2 separate regions of the Zea mays genome follow, and region 2 is linked to region 1. A link is a contact called in public Hi-C data. All regions are on one chromosome and are shown on one strand. The core of a region is the stretch at or near the end of the contact, and the rest is flanking DNA. Distances in the headings are between cores, read along the strand shown. Region 1 holds the start of LOC103633229 (a long non-coding RNA gene). Region 2 holds the start of LOC100277921.

Region 1 (6,602 bases), core at 764-3,263:
AATAACCCTAATAGCATTTTTATTAGATTCATCATTATGCGGTTTGCGTGAGCGCTCTGGTGGAATGGACATGGCGCACAGGTCCGACTTTGGAAGCACTATCAGAATCTAACTCTTTGTCGAGTGCAATTTATCGGGCACTCGGTTTGCCGAGCGCTACACTATACCACACATGTTGTATAAAATTTGAAAAAATATTTGTGAACTTTACTCTACTCTAATACCCTTTTGATACATGCAACCGAACATTGTCTCGTTATAGCCAGGACTAATTGAACTAATTAACCAAACATTGGACTGATTCATACATTAAAACAATTAAAATAGGCCATCAATTAACCAAACATTGGACTGTTGCATACATTAAACCGGGTCATCTATAACCTGGCTGATTGGGCGAGCCAGGCTCAGCATGGAAGGGAACCAATCACACCCCTTCAGAACCGACTGGAACAAGGAGGTGATGGACGAACTGTCAGCACGATGCCCTGCCATATTGCCATCCATGCACATGTTGGTCATAGCAGCGAGACCTGAAATGATATATGATTGTTGTATCCTGTTGGACTTGTGACTCCAACTGCAGGTGGAGAACGCCAGGGCAAGGCTGGACAAGTGGGACGACAAGCAGCAGCCTTTCCTAGAAGGTTGATTGAGGATCTAGATCACTGTCAGTCTGTGGCGCTGATGGGCCCTTTTTTTTGTAACGACGAGAAGTGGCGTCGGAGGGGCATGGAACGGAATCGTTTGGGTTTTGGAGAGCATGCGTGTAGTCCTATCACGCATGTCGATTAATATTTTATCGTACTATACTATAGTGTAGTTTGAAGTGGTTGGCTGGTTGCACGCACTGACGCACTTTTTGGTCTCAACACCGACTAGGACAACTAGATACGGCTATCACCAGGATTTCAACCATGGTGGGTGGAGTTTATTCGTTTTTTTAATCATAAACATGTTACATGCCTAGTAGGGTGAAATTATTGTATTTTAAGCTTCCAACAAATCCTACGGTTCTCATAAGAAACCTCTTGCTCCATAAATCCAACTTCTACCAAAAAAAAAACTAAAGTCTCCAGACCATGCAACAAGTCCAAGTTATTAATTCCCGGAATTCAAACCGGGGAAATGAAATAACTTCTTGCTCCCCAAAACATCATACTACCTTCATTGTTCCAATTTATGATTCATTTGATTTTTTTATTAAAGCTTGGTTGGCTCGTCTTATTCAAAATTTCATAGTTATTATAAATTTTTTACTATTATATCGATTAGCATATGATATATTTTGATTTTTTGTAGAAAAATAAATAAGACGAGTCGGTCAAACTTAGTAAAAAAATAAATGAATTATAAATCGGGCCGGGAACAATATATAAATTGTAGCAATGAAAAGTTACTGAAATACAAATTATTAATGGATAGAATTCTAAATACAACATTATCCTTTAGATATTTCAAATGTTGGCTCTTATCACTTTTATTGGATAATTTCGGTTTTTATCAATCCTTTTTTACCGGAAATTTTTATCAATCTTATGCTCATCTAAGACTTCGTTTTGTTTGATATGTATCATGTGTATGTAATATATTGTGGTATTACAAATACCAAATGGCCAGACTTTGTAAGGTATTTATTATACATACCAATTTTTTTTACTCCTTAGTAATTTTAAGTAGCCATCTTTTTACATCATCGCCCGCCACTGCATGCACTCCTATATACTGGGCTGGGCCCAACACGTTGGATCCCATGGGCAGAAAAAAAAGATGGCGTTGTCTGCTGAAGTCGGAACACGTTGGGTGCAGCGGCGGAGAACATGTGACCTCCAAAGGTTTACAAAGGTAAAAAAAAAGATGGTGGTCTGCTTTAATGTGGATCTGGGCCCGAGTTGGGCTCTCAGTGCAGCCGGCCTGTTATCCTCCCACCGTTGGAAGCGGGCAGTGATCGCTGCTCTGTTAAACCAGCCTCACGCCGTGCCTACCGCTTCAGGCCTAGAGAGGTCCAAGGCTTGCCCTGAGCCCCGCCAGACACTCCCAACTTGGGATGGACAGTCCAGCCTAGTGGCACATATGGGCCCAGGCCCAGAAGCCGTCAGAAAGCATCCGCACCACCTTTAATGCCCCCACTAGGGTTACAAGCTCTCGTAACTGAGCTCGGCGAGTGAGGGAGATCGGGATGAATATTTAAGTTGGTGTGCTGCAGTGTCGACTGCCGAGGTGGTGCTAAATATGACTTGAGCGAAGGGTGGCTTGGAGGAGTGGGCTTTCGTTGCTTCTCTCGACGAAAATACTTGTCGTCGGGCCAACGGCCCTGCGCACTTTGCAGCACAATTTCCATCACAGGCCGGATGAAAACAGAGCTGTAAAGTGTAAAGATACCCCTTCGCAACGTTTTTATTCACCAGAACAGCACTGAACTGAAAGGCAACATTTTCTCTTTTTTTTCATCTGAACAACTAACAGGCAACACTGTACTTGGAATTCAGAGGCACTACCTCTGCATGGAAAAAGGCTTTGTGAGGGTTTTGTATAAGCTTGCTCCATGGCAGCTGGTGCCTGAAACAATTTATACGCAATAAAGATTTTCTTCTCTCCATATTTCATTTGAAAAATTTATACGCAATAAAGTTTGGCGTCCTTGTACCCTGATAAGAAAAGAGCAAAAAATCAGGTCAGGCACGGGCCTTAGTTTTAGTCAATGGGCCGGCACAAGTAAAAAAGAAATGTAGTTTTCACATGAAATGAGTTGGAAGCAAACAAAAAGGCAAAAACGATGGCAAAGATGTACAGGGTCCTTTCAAATCACAGTGAGATGAGAGGTCACCATCGTCTGTTCTTCATTCGTACAAGTTGGAAATCTGAACCCGTGGACATGCATGGACCGGAACTGTGGCAAAAGTATGGCCCAGAAAAGATCGGACCGTGCCATGCATCGTTTTGTCTCCGTACAGTACGGTATAACTTGAAGAAACGCGCAATCTTCCGAGGGACACAGAACTTGCTTGGATTAGAGCTGCAAGAAATGAACAACGACTATATAACTCAGCACATGTAGGTGCAAGAAGTTCGTGGTCCCTCGTCGTCTTGCCACGCCGTCGCGAACCAAGATGCTGCCGGCGAGTGCAGCAACGCCGCCACCTGCCTACGACAGGCTGGACAAGAAGGACGCAGAGGAGGCGCGGCACGTCCGGGCGCAGTTCCTGATCCACAAGGTGCTCAACGATCCGACGCCGTCGTCGTCGTCGAGGGCGGTACGGTAAGGTCTAGGAGTAGCTAGGCCACCGGCGCTGGTGAGGGTGAAGCAGGCAAGGGTCGGCGTCCGGCTGAAGAAGCTCAGGCTCGCCATCCGTGGCGTGAGGGCGCGCGCCCGCCGCGCCGTGCAGAGGCACCTCAGGAACCTCAGGAGGCTCATCGCGCGTGGAGGAGGAGGAGGACGGGGATCGTCGTCAGTGAGGCCGGCAGCGGCAGGGCCTCCTCCCTCTTGATGGCTTCGACTTCTCCCTGACGGCAACGAGGCATGGAAACCGACGTCGTGTTGGGCCGGTTCGAGCAATGCGACCACTATGCGGTGTGGTAGTGGTCTGGTGTACAAGCATTTTCGATGCGTATAAGTATATATAACGCACTGTGTACGTACCCCATATTATACATTGCATGTTCATGCGCCGGGACAGCAGACAGACAGGTGAGGTAGGGTGTCGTGCACTCCTGTCGTGTTTGGTTCTCTGATGACTCGCACGGCTGGCCAGAAATGACGCGCTAGCTGCTGAAAGGGGATGAACAGTAGTACTCGTAGTTTGTTTCGTGCGATCTTGGTCGGTGGGCTATATAGATCGAGGTTGCTGGCCATCGGTAGTAGCCGCATCATCTCACTGACAGATGATCCACAAATCTCCATTTCCAGCGCAACTTTATATTCCTAAATTTGCTTTGAGTACTATAGAATCCAAACTTATCTTTTTTTTTACTGATGAAACTAATTATCGTACATACATGCCAGGCCATCTTTGGATCTGTGAAAATGAAGTGACCAATCACGAGGCCCTTTGCCCTACAACACGACGACATATAATAGTATGGACCAAAGAAGATAGAAAAATGGTATCTGCATTGACAATTTCCTCGCATAGAGGTACGAATTTACAATTGCTACAGCCATGAGTAGCTAGTTCGGATGACAAATTCAACGCAAGGTCATGACGAACAGAAAGCAAAAGGCTACTTCAACTCTGATGAGCCCCCTCGCGTTGGACGACGACAAATGGCCAGCGGTAGCATCCAAGGAGAAAGTTTTCTCCGCCTGACCGCCCAAGACGTTCACCACTATGGGTGTTAAGCTGGATCGGAGCCTCGTGGCCGTTGTTCGCTCTGCTGGAAACTCTTCTCTTCTGCAAGGGCAAGGCTGCCTGTTCCAGCTCGCTTTTGGGAAGCTGAAATGGGATGGCAACAAATTCCCAGGCCTGGGACGGCAATGCAAGCAGGTTCAGGATCAGGACTCAGGTGAACAATGGCAACCGTGCATCTATCCATAGCAAGAGCGAGCCTGACAAAAGTACATACAAGAAACTGTAGGTTTCATTCTCCTAGCAGTACCTTAACTTTTAATAAGGTGTTATTCGACCTTCTCTTCTCATGAACAGAATAATGTAGCATCTTGACCTTGCTTGAATTTAGTAAGGAGAATAATGATGCATGCCTCGTCTGGTTGCTTCAGTGACCTCACGGGTCACGAGTGCCGGCAGAGGCGACATGTAATGCGTTAGGTGATGAGATGACGAAGGTCAGAAGCTGACCTTTCTCGCAAGGCAACCTTTAGGCGATGCGTCAGGGGCGCCAAGTGGCGCGAGGGGCATTGCAGTTGACTTGCATCGAACGACAGCCTTGGCATGCATGCGTTGATTAACAACAGGATAATAAGCTAAGCTAAGTGAATCTTTTGGATAATAAGCTAGCTAATATACTTACCTATCATACATTGATACCTATATAACAACTAGCTAAGTGAATCCAAACCAGAGAGCTGGAACTGCACCAGGTTCTCTAGGCTTATCCGTGTGTCCCGGCCTAACGTTCTGATTCCTTTTGAATCTGGGCTTGCTGTTGATCGTATGGAATGGAGGTTCCTGGAATGGAAGGGCTTAACAATCCTCAAAGGTCACACTAGCGCCATGGTACCTCGGAGTCCGGACTTGATGTTTAAAAGCTGGAAGAAATATGCAGCCTCTGTTTAGAGAAAAGGGACAGACAGCTAAGTTTCAGACAGGATGGGAGCGCAAAATTCTCCATGTACTGGGATTCGCACTCGAAGCTCGTGATTTTTTTTGGGCGTCATGTACACAATTACAGCTTTGATATATTTTTCTTCCTTCCTGAAGCCAATGGTTTTGAAGTGTTGTTCTGGCCCTTCACGAGAGTGACTTGTCCAAGAGATACAAACCGAGATGTGACTGAAGTTTCTTTCATCTAGGACTCTGGAAAAGGATGTCACCATGTTTCATAGGGGAGAAGTGAGATAAATAAGCTCGGCGACGGACAAAAATAAACAAAGGTTATCAGCATTGACACGGCCTGTCCAACTAATTAATAGTCTCGTGATCCCATCAATAATTCCACAAAAAAATACAGGCCAGAGGCAGAGCCAGGCTGCAGCTGCAGGAGGGTTCAGCCGGCTGCCGGCAGCAGCCTATATATAACAGTAGAGGCGCACACGTCCCAGGCGGCAGGAAGCTCACGCCAAGAGACCCCGCTCCCGATCCCGTCTCCTCCTCGCAGTCGCTGCTTCGCGAGGAGCCGAAGATGCTGCTCCTGCGGGCGTCGACGCCGTTCGCGTACGCCAAGGTGGACAAGGTGGACGCGGAGGAGGCGCGGCACCTCAGGGCGCAGTTCCTCATCCACAAGGTGCTCGAGAAGAAGAGTCCCCGGCCGTCAGCGCTGGCGCGGGCCAGGCCCAGGATCGGCGTCCGCCTCAAGAAGCTCAGGCTCGCCGTCCGGGCCCTCAGGGCGCGCGCGTGCCGTGCCCTGCAGAGGCACCTCGGGAACCTGAGGCGGCTCGTTGGGCGCGGAGGAGTTCAGGGGTCGCCGTGATGAGTTCTCGACTGAAATATCTGAGCTTTGGGTGCTGTTGCGTGCCCGTGGCCGGTGGGGGCAAATCAAAGAAACATCTGAGCTTTGGTGAGACTGAGAGATCGGTGTCAGTTTGTATGCGTTTTAATTAGGTGTTGGAGTGGAATCATATATACATACAGAATGTGCAATATCTAGTAGCAGCAAAAGAAATGCTCCCCCCTGCATTTTTATGCCTCCCTCTGTTTTGGAATCCTGCCCTGCGTGTTCTGCAGATGTCATCGGAGATCTCTTCTTCCCCAGTACTCCTGTAGTAGTTTTTTTTTTCTTTTCATTTCTAGCCTTCGCTAGTTTCTCTGTCGCATGGTAGCACGATGCCGACCGTCTTTTCCAGTAATCCAGCACCCTGCCTCCAATCCAACTGCCTCCATTATCTCGAGTTCTCGACGCTGTACCTGCAGGTTTTCCTGGCTTGCATTGCATCTGCAGCAAATACCCGCCCGCCCGCCCTGGTTGTCCTGGAATTTACTCAAAAC
Region 2 (7,017 bases), core at 3,797-6,296, 150 kb after region 1:
CCTATTAGCTTCATTTAATTTGTCATATTTTTCCTTAGCATCTTTTAGGGAGTTTGTGAGCTCATTTACAGTTGATGACATAGTTTTATTTTCTTCTTTTATTTCATCACTAGCCTTTATAACTATGTCATACTTGGCATTTAAGGATTCATTTTCATTTTTCAACCTATCACATTTAGCTTTTGACTTTCTAATGATTTGAGTATATTCTTTAAGTAAGTCAGCTAACTCATCATATGAAGGTGAAGCAAATTCTTCATCACTATCACTATCACTATCATCAGCAGTATTAATATCATTTTGTACCTTCCGTTCACCCCTAGCCATGAGGCATAGGTGAGAAGTGGATGATGGCGATGGTGGTGGTGAAGAGAAGTCCCCGGCGATGGCGGCAACCTTTTCATCATTCTCTTCTTCACTTGAAGAAGACCCACTTGATGATTCGATGTCGGTGAGCCAGTCGCCAACAATATATGCCTTTCCATTCTTCTTCTTGTGAAACCTCTTTTGCTTTCCATCCTTCCTCTTGAAGAATTTCTTTTCCTTCTTTTCATCATCGCTGGCATCTTCTTTCTTGCCCTTGAACTTGTTCTTCTTGGGCTTGTTGCATTGATGAGCAAGATGACCAAGCTCACCACAGTTGTAGCAGTCCATCTCAGAAATGGGCTTTCTTTTGTTGGAGAAGAACTTCTTCTTTCTTGAATCAAATTTGATGCCTTCTCTATTTAGCTTCTTCAACATCTTGGTGGTCTTCCTTACCATCAAGGCAATGTTTGCGTCAAGGTCATCATCACTTGAGGATTCTTCCTCAACTTGTATTTTTGCTTTTCCTTTTCTTTCATGATTTGCTTTGAGAGCCAAATCCTTTCTTTTGGAAGATGATTCTTCTTTGTCGTTGATGTGCATGTACATTTCATGGGCATTGATCTTTCCCAAAATTTGTGTAGGTGTGGTAACTGAAAGATCCATTTGATGTAGCACAGTGACAATGTGTCCATATTTGTCTATTGGGAGGACACTGAGAATCTTCCTCACAACATCCGGTTGTGAGATTTGAGTAAGCCCTAATCCATTGACTTCCTCTACAAGAATATTAAGTCGTGAGTACATAGCATTTGCATTTTCATTAGTAAGCATTTCAAAAGAATTTAACTTTCGCATGGCTATGTGATATCTTTCCTCGCGTTCACTTCTAGTTCCTTCGTGTAGAGCACAAATGTCTATCCACAAATCATGAGCATTTTTATGATTTCTTACTCTATTGAACACATCTTTGCAAAGGCCTCTAAAAAGGGTGTTTTTGGCCTTAGCATTCCATTTCTCATAATTGAACTCATCACCTACAAGATTTGTGGGATCTCTAGGTTCGGGGAACCCTTGTGTGGCGGCTTTATAGACACCAATGTCTATAGCCTCTAAGTATGCTTCCATACGAATTTTCCAATAAGGAAAATCGTCACCATCAAAAACGGGAGGAGGTCCATCCCACCCGGACATCGTAACTCTAGCGGTTACGCTAATCTATGAGCAACAAGGCTCCGATACCAATTGAAAGGATCACGATGCCCAAGAGGGGGGGTGAATTGGGCTTTTCTAAAAATCAACACTAATTAAAAAACTAAGCAAGAGCTAAACAAGAGCCCAACTTCACCCCAACAACTAGCACTAAGAAAATAATACTAGAAATGCAACATAGCTAAGATAATACTTCAAATACTTGCTAAACAAATACACAATGTAAAGTGCTTGAATTAAGTGCGGAATGTAAAGCAAAGTTTAGAAGACTCCTCCAATTTTTCCCGAGGTATCGAAGAGTCGGCACTCTCCACTAGTCCTCGTTGGAGCACCCGCACAAGGGTATCGCTCCCCCTTGGTCCTCGCAAGAACCAAGTGCTCACTACGAGATGATCCTTTGCCACTCCGGTGCGGTGGATCCCTCGAGACCGCTTACAAACTTGAGTCGGGTCACCAACAAGATCTTCACGGTGATCACCGAGCTCCCAACGCCACCAAGCCGTCTAGGTGATGCCGATCACCAAGAGTAACAAGTCGTAGACTTTCGCTTGACCAAGAGAAGTCTAATGCAAGTGGTGTGTGCTCTAGGTGGCTCTCACTAGCGCTAATGAGGAACAAGCGTGGATTATGATTCTCTAATCTCCTCACTAGGCTTTTGGTGCTTGCAATGCTCTAGTAATGTGCTGGAATAAATGTGGAGTGCAAGACCTTGAATATGGTGGGTGGAGGGGGTATAAATAGCCCTCACCCACCAACTAGCCGTTACAGGCATTTCACTGCGCAATGGCGCACCGGACAGTCCGGTGCGCCACCGGTGCGCCAACGGTCGTTTCCAACGGCTAGTTCTGACAGGGAGCCGTTGGACTCATGGCGCACCGGACAGTGAACAGTCCACTGTCTGGTGCACACCGGACAGTCCGGTGCGGTGTCCGGTGTGCCACTAAAATTCAATTCCGAAAGCTGTGCTCTCGGGTTTCTGCGAAGGGGAAAGCCTCTGCCGTGGACCAGCCTGGTCCCACCTGGCAGAGAGTGCACCGGACAGTCCGGTGCACACCGGACAGTCCGGTGCCCCAAAGCCAGAAACACTAACTCTTGTTTTTCAGCTGATTTTCAAATCGGTTTTCGTTCTAACTTGAGTGTGAGTTCTAGAGTGACACCTAGCACTGTGTATGAGTGTGATTGTGCACCAACACTACACTAGAACTCTCTTGGTCAAACTACTCATCGACAACCCCTCTTTATAGTACGACTAAAAGAGAATAAAAGACCTAACTAAATCGCGAGTGTCCACATCTCCTTGACACTCGGACTCCGTAGACCTTCACCTTTTGTTTCGTCGTTTTAGCCGTCGCTTCGAGTTCTTATCTCCGGGATTGTTTTCACCGTTGTAGTACTTCTACCTGTTATGCGACCTAACTTACCATTTGTCTCTGCAAAAACACACGTTAGTCACATATAATGTTACGTTGTCATTAATCACTAAAACCAACCAGGGGCCTAGATGCTTTTAGGCCTTATCTTGTACGCTTGCGCTCCCCGCTCAGGCGGAGACCCGATGCTGCCACGTGGCTTGTTGCCCGTGACGTAAGCCAGCGGGCGGAGCCTGACATAAGGTCTCTAGGCCGCGCGGTCTCTGCATTTATTGCGGAAAGGACGCGCCGCCTGTCCACCCTGCTGACAGGCGATGTGCCCCCTCAGCATTTATTGCGTCCTGTCCACTCCGCTGGCAGGCGGCGCCAGGGCCACCCTGCAAAAGGCGCACATGTCCAGTCCATTATCAAAACAGTACGGCCGTGCTGCGCGGTGCACTGTGCTCATCATCCCTTATATGAGAAGCTTTCCTTGCACGCCGATGCTACGCAGATGATGAGGACATCACTTCTATACATACAATGAATGGACCGATAACACGATCGCGTGCACGACAGCTAATTCTCCAGGTACGTTCTGCCCTAGTCAATTGTGTTTCAGAGCTTATGCTTGGGGCCATGGATGTTTTGATGATTAGGAACCTTGGCGAGGACCAACAAGGACTTGAGAAAGGCCTAGGTGTTGAGGAGGAGCAACAAGGGCGCCCACAACAGGAAGGAGATCAAGTCCGACTCGACTGCAACTCCATCTCGGGTTCCAGGACCAGTCTGCACTAAAATGGACGCCCAAGATGCATCCAGACTCCGATTGCGACGGACTTGATATGGTTGGAAAGATAAGAAGATTATCTAACCAACCCAACTGGTTCCATCCTAAAATTCGTCCGGAGTCAACGGGAATCGTCGAAATAAGTCAGCATTCAGATTCTGTTTTGGTGCTGCGACACCATCTGTTGGGCCGTTGGACCGTGTATCGCGTCGGAGCCCATTAGGGGCGAGTCCAGGGGTCACGCACGCCCTAATACTCTATTTATTCAATAGCCGTCGCCACATTAGGTTGGGTTTTGCTTAAGTTTAGATCTGTCAAGAACAGTCGTCGTAGATCGGTTTGTGAGACCCCAACTTGTGAGCTTAATCATTCATCCGCAATATTCTAGATTGTGTTCTTTCTTGTTCTTGCTTGTGTCTTCGATTCTCAGGCAGGAATTAGCCCTCGTGGCGAGGTCAATCGCGCAGCGCACGGTTGATAACCAGAGGAGAAGTGGTGCTGCGATTGCGGGGTTCTAGTCGTGTTGATTGGAAGCCGGATCGTTTGTGTGACATCTCCACCAAATCAATAGTTATCTTCACCTGACGGAAGATCGAACACCCCGTTCCTATCAGCAGATCTCGGATGTCAGGGCACAAGAAGATTGCTCCAGCAGCAAGCATTAGTAGCTCCAAGTACTACATCCGTTATGTTCCTGGGCCCACATGCCGGGGCTCAGTATTCTTGTACATACCCCCTTAGCTATAAAAGGGGAGGTATGCAGCGTTACAAGACAAGCTCTCTCAGGACCAGACTTAGACAGACTCTCGATTCCCAAGCTTCCACAACAATCCAACCCACAGTGGAGTAGGGTATTACGATCCGGCGGCCCGAACCACTCTAAATCCTCGCGTGTTCATGTGCTTGGTGATCGCTTAGCAAGACAGACAAAACGCTTAAGCCCCTTCCTCATCTTAGGATTTAGGGCGAGTGCACTCTGCCACCCGGTCGGAGAATTCCCTCTCTGACACTCTCTATATAGAGTTTCTCTAAACGATTCTCTATTCATTTGAATACTTTAAATAACCGGTTTAGCAAAACTAAAATATGTACAATATATTTGAGAGAATGACAAATAATGTACAAAAATAAAAAATAAAAAAATGTCTTTAATATAGGTATTTACGTATAGATGACGTGATTTAGAGAACGTTATTGGAGGAGAATGAGATATAGAGGATAAAATATTTTATAAAAAACTGTAAATGACAGATCTAGAGTATGAATATAGAGGATATTGCTGAAGACATGAAGACAGACTAAGAGAAGCTGACTCCAAACTGAACCAACGGCTCCTCGCCGAAACGCGACTCCCGCTGATCCAAATCCATTGAGCGGGAGAACCCGACATCCAAAATTCCCCAAACCCCCTCCCAAGTCCCAACCCTAGCCGGCTAGCCTCCTTCCCCTTCAGCCTTCACACCTCCGATTTCTCGCGCCTTCGTCTCCCGCCCAATTTCCAGAAGCTTCTAGAACCAGGTTTCTAACCCTACCGCAGAATGATGCTTTCTTGCGCCTAGTAGCCTGGGGCGGAGGCATGGACGGCGGCGGGGAGGGGGGCTCGAGCGGCGGGAGGTTCCCTATTCTGCAGGCGAACAGGGACCCCGAGTCGAATTGGGAGGTGGACGTTGCCAAGAGCCTCGAGGATTACCTGCTCAAGATCTGCTCAGGGGAGGTCTCCGGCGAGGACGGGGCCCACTCTGTCAACTTTGCCGAAGGTACGGTGGTGCGGAGGACCAGGGTTTCTTGCGGTCAATGTGCGGCACTTCTTTTCAGCGGCTGTGCTATCTTAGGGGTCTGGAGAGCTGGGAATTGGGAGTGGGAGGTTAAAAATTTGACACTTCGGGTGGTTTGACACTTTGACGATGGATGGAGGCTTGAACATGTGGACTTGACTTGCTTGATCTTGCGCGGTTTTATTTCCTTTGCTTGAATAAATGTTAAAGGAAGCAGCTTCTTTTTAGTTGTTAGCTCGCCCAAGGTTTTTACCCTTTCTAAGGACAATTAAATATGGGAAATGTACCAGAACAAAGTTATTTTGCCTTGTTAATTTGTGTCTTCTTATCTACAGCGGCGTTATTACTCCAAGGATCGGTTCAAGTGTACAGTAGGAAGGTGGAGTACTTGTACTCGTTGGTGCTTCACGCGTTAGAGTTCCTCTCGCAAAAGAAGTAAGGAAATATTGATGTTGCTTTTGTATCTATCCGTTATGCACTAATTGCTTCCCTGGACGCTGTATTTTGTATTACCCGTCGAATGTGGGACTGAAACCGGTATTGATAAATGCATTCTACATTTTTGCGCATCTTATACGAGTAGGCTTTGTGAAAGGGCCTCTAGCTGGGTTTGTTAGGTGGTCTGACTGTCCGAGTAACCCTGCTCAGGCCCTGAGTTAAAAAAAAAATCCCCTCATCTGTTCCACGGCAAAGCACAGGTCCAAGGCCTGGTTTTGGTCGCGACCGTTCTTACATAGGCTACTGGCGTGATTGGTTCTCGTTTCTATGACATGCCGGTACCTGTGCAGCCAGGCGCTCCCGAACCAAGTTCTGAGCATGCAGCAGCACCTTGTTTGTTTGGCGTTTCCATTCGTACCATTATACCGCAGTGTGATTGGTTGGTCGTTTTCTACTTGCCTCGTGCATGCCTTGAGAGAGCAGCGAACACGAGGACTCACAGAATGGGCTAGGCTGTGTAGAAACGAAAACGAAATGTGTTTCCCGGGAACCAGGCTCGGCGGCGGCGTTTGCACGTGGGCAGCCAGGTTCCAGGGACCGTTCAGCTATCCAAACAACACATTTCTGGATCCCGTCAGCCTGGTTGGGCAAAATCCAACCAACCAATCACGCCGTAAGATGCCGCTGTGTATGAGTGGGGCTAAGGTTCGGGGGTTTCTCGACATGTGTGAGAAGATCTTCTTAATGTAATGCCCAGAGGCTGTTTTACCCCCGTAGGTTGAGTTTTTTTATGAGTAGGCTTTAAAAATATCACTTGGCAGATAAACATTTTCTGCTTGGTTCGGAAACCATAGACTTTCGAAATAGGACATTTGTATCTGCCTTATAGGAACCTCAATGAAGTATGCTTGTTTTAGATGATCTCCGAATGACACCTTTCATTCTTACTTTTGGTACTCCACCATACTGGGCATTTTATTGTCTTAAATTCTATATGTAGCTCCCAAGCATTGAGGTCAAGTAGATGGCTCAGATCCATGTTCACTTGGTTGGCCCAAATCCATGTTCACTTGGTTTGATTTACTCTGTGCTCAGAGGGATCAATGTCAACATATTGCTAAACGAAGGCCTTTCTATACTTTGGAAGATA

Evidence for each region. A called contact is a pair of places that touch in the nucleus more often than the background predicts.
Region 2: a Hi-C map of leaf shows a contact between it and region 1, with 5 times the contacts expected there. The contact joins the promoter of LOC100277921 here to the enhancer-like site in region 1. A contact is called at or near these places in 5 of 25 Hi-C or Micro-C datasets (bundle sheath, leaf, root tip and 1 more).

What each region holds. Positions count from the first base shown.
Region 1 is chr7:162,256,783-162,263,384 of Zm-B73-REFERENCE-NAM-5.0, forward strand. LOC103633229 (a long non-coding RNA gene) reads left to right here and starts at 5,578. Exons shown (of 1, transcript XR_004851567.1): 1 at 5,578-6,400. Within about 2 kb of position 2,014, at least 19 of the 20 cell types and tissues checked have an H3K27ac peak or open chromatin away from gene starts, as enhancers often do. A contact at or near this core is called in bundle sheath, leaf, root tip and 1 more, where this site is marked.
Region 2 is chr7:162,401,128-162,408,144 of Zm-B73-REFERENCE-NAM-5.0, forward strand. LOC100277921 reads left to right here and starts at 5,047. Exons shown (of 11, transcript NM_001151364.1): 1 at 5,047-5,411; 2 at 5,765-5,864. The coding sequence starts at 5,231.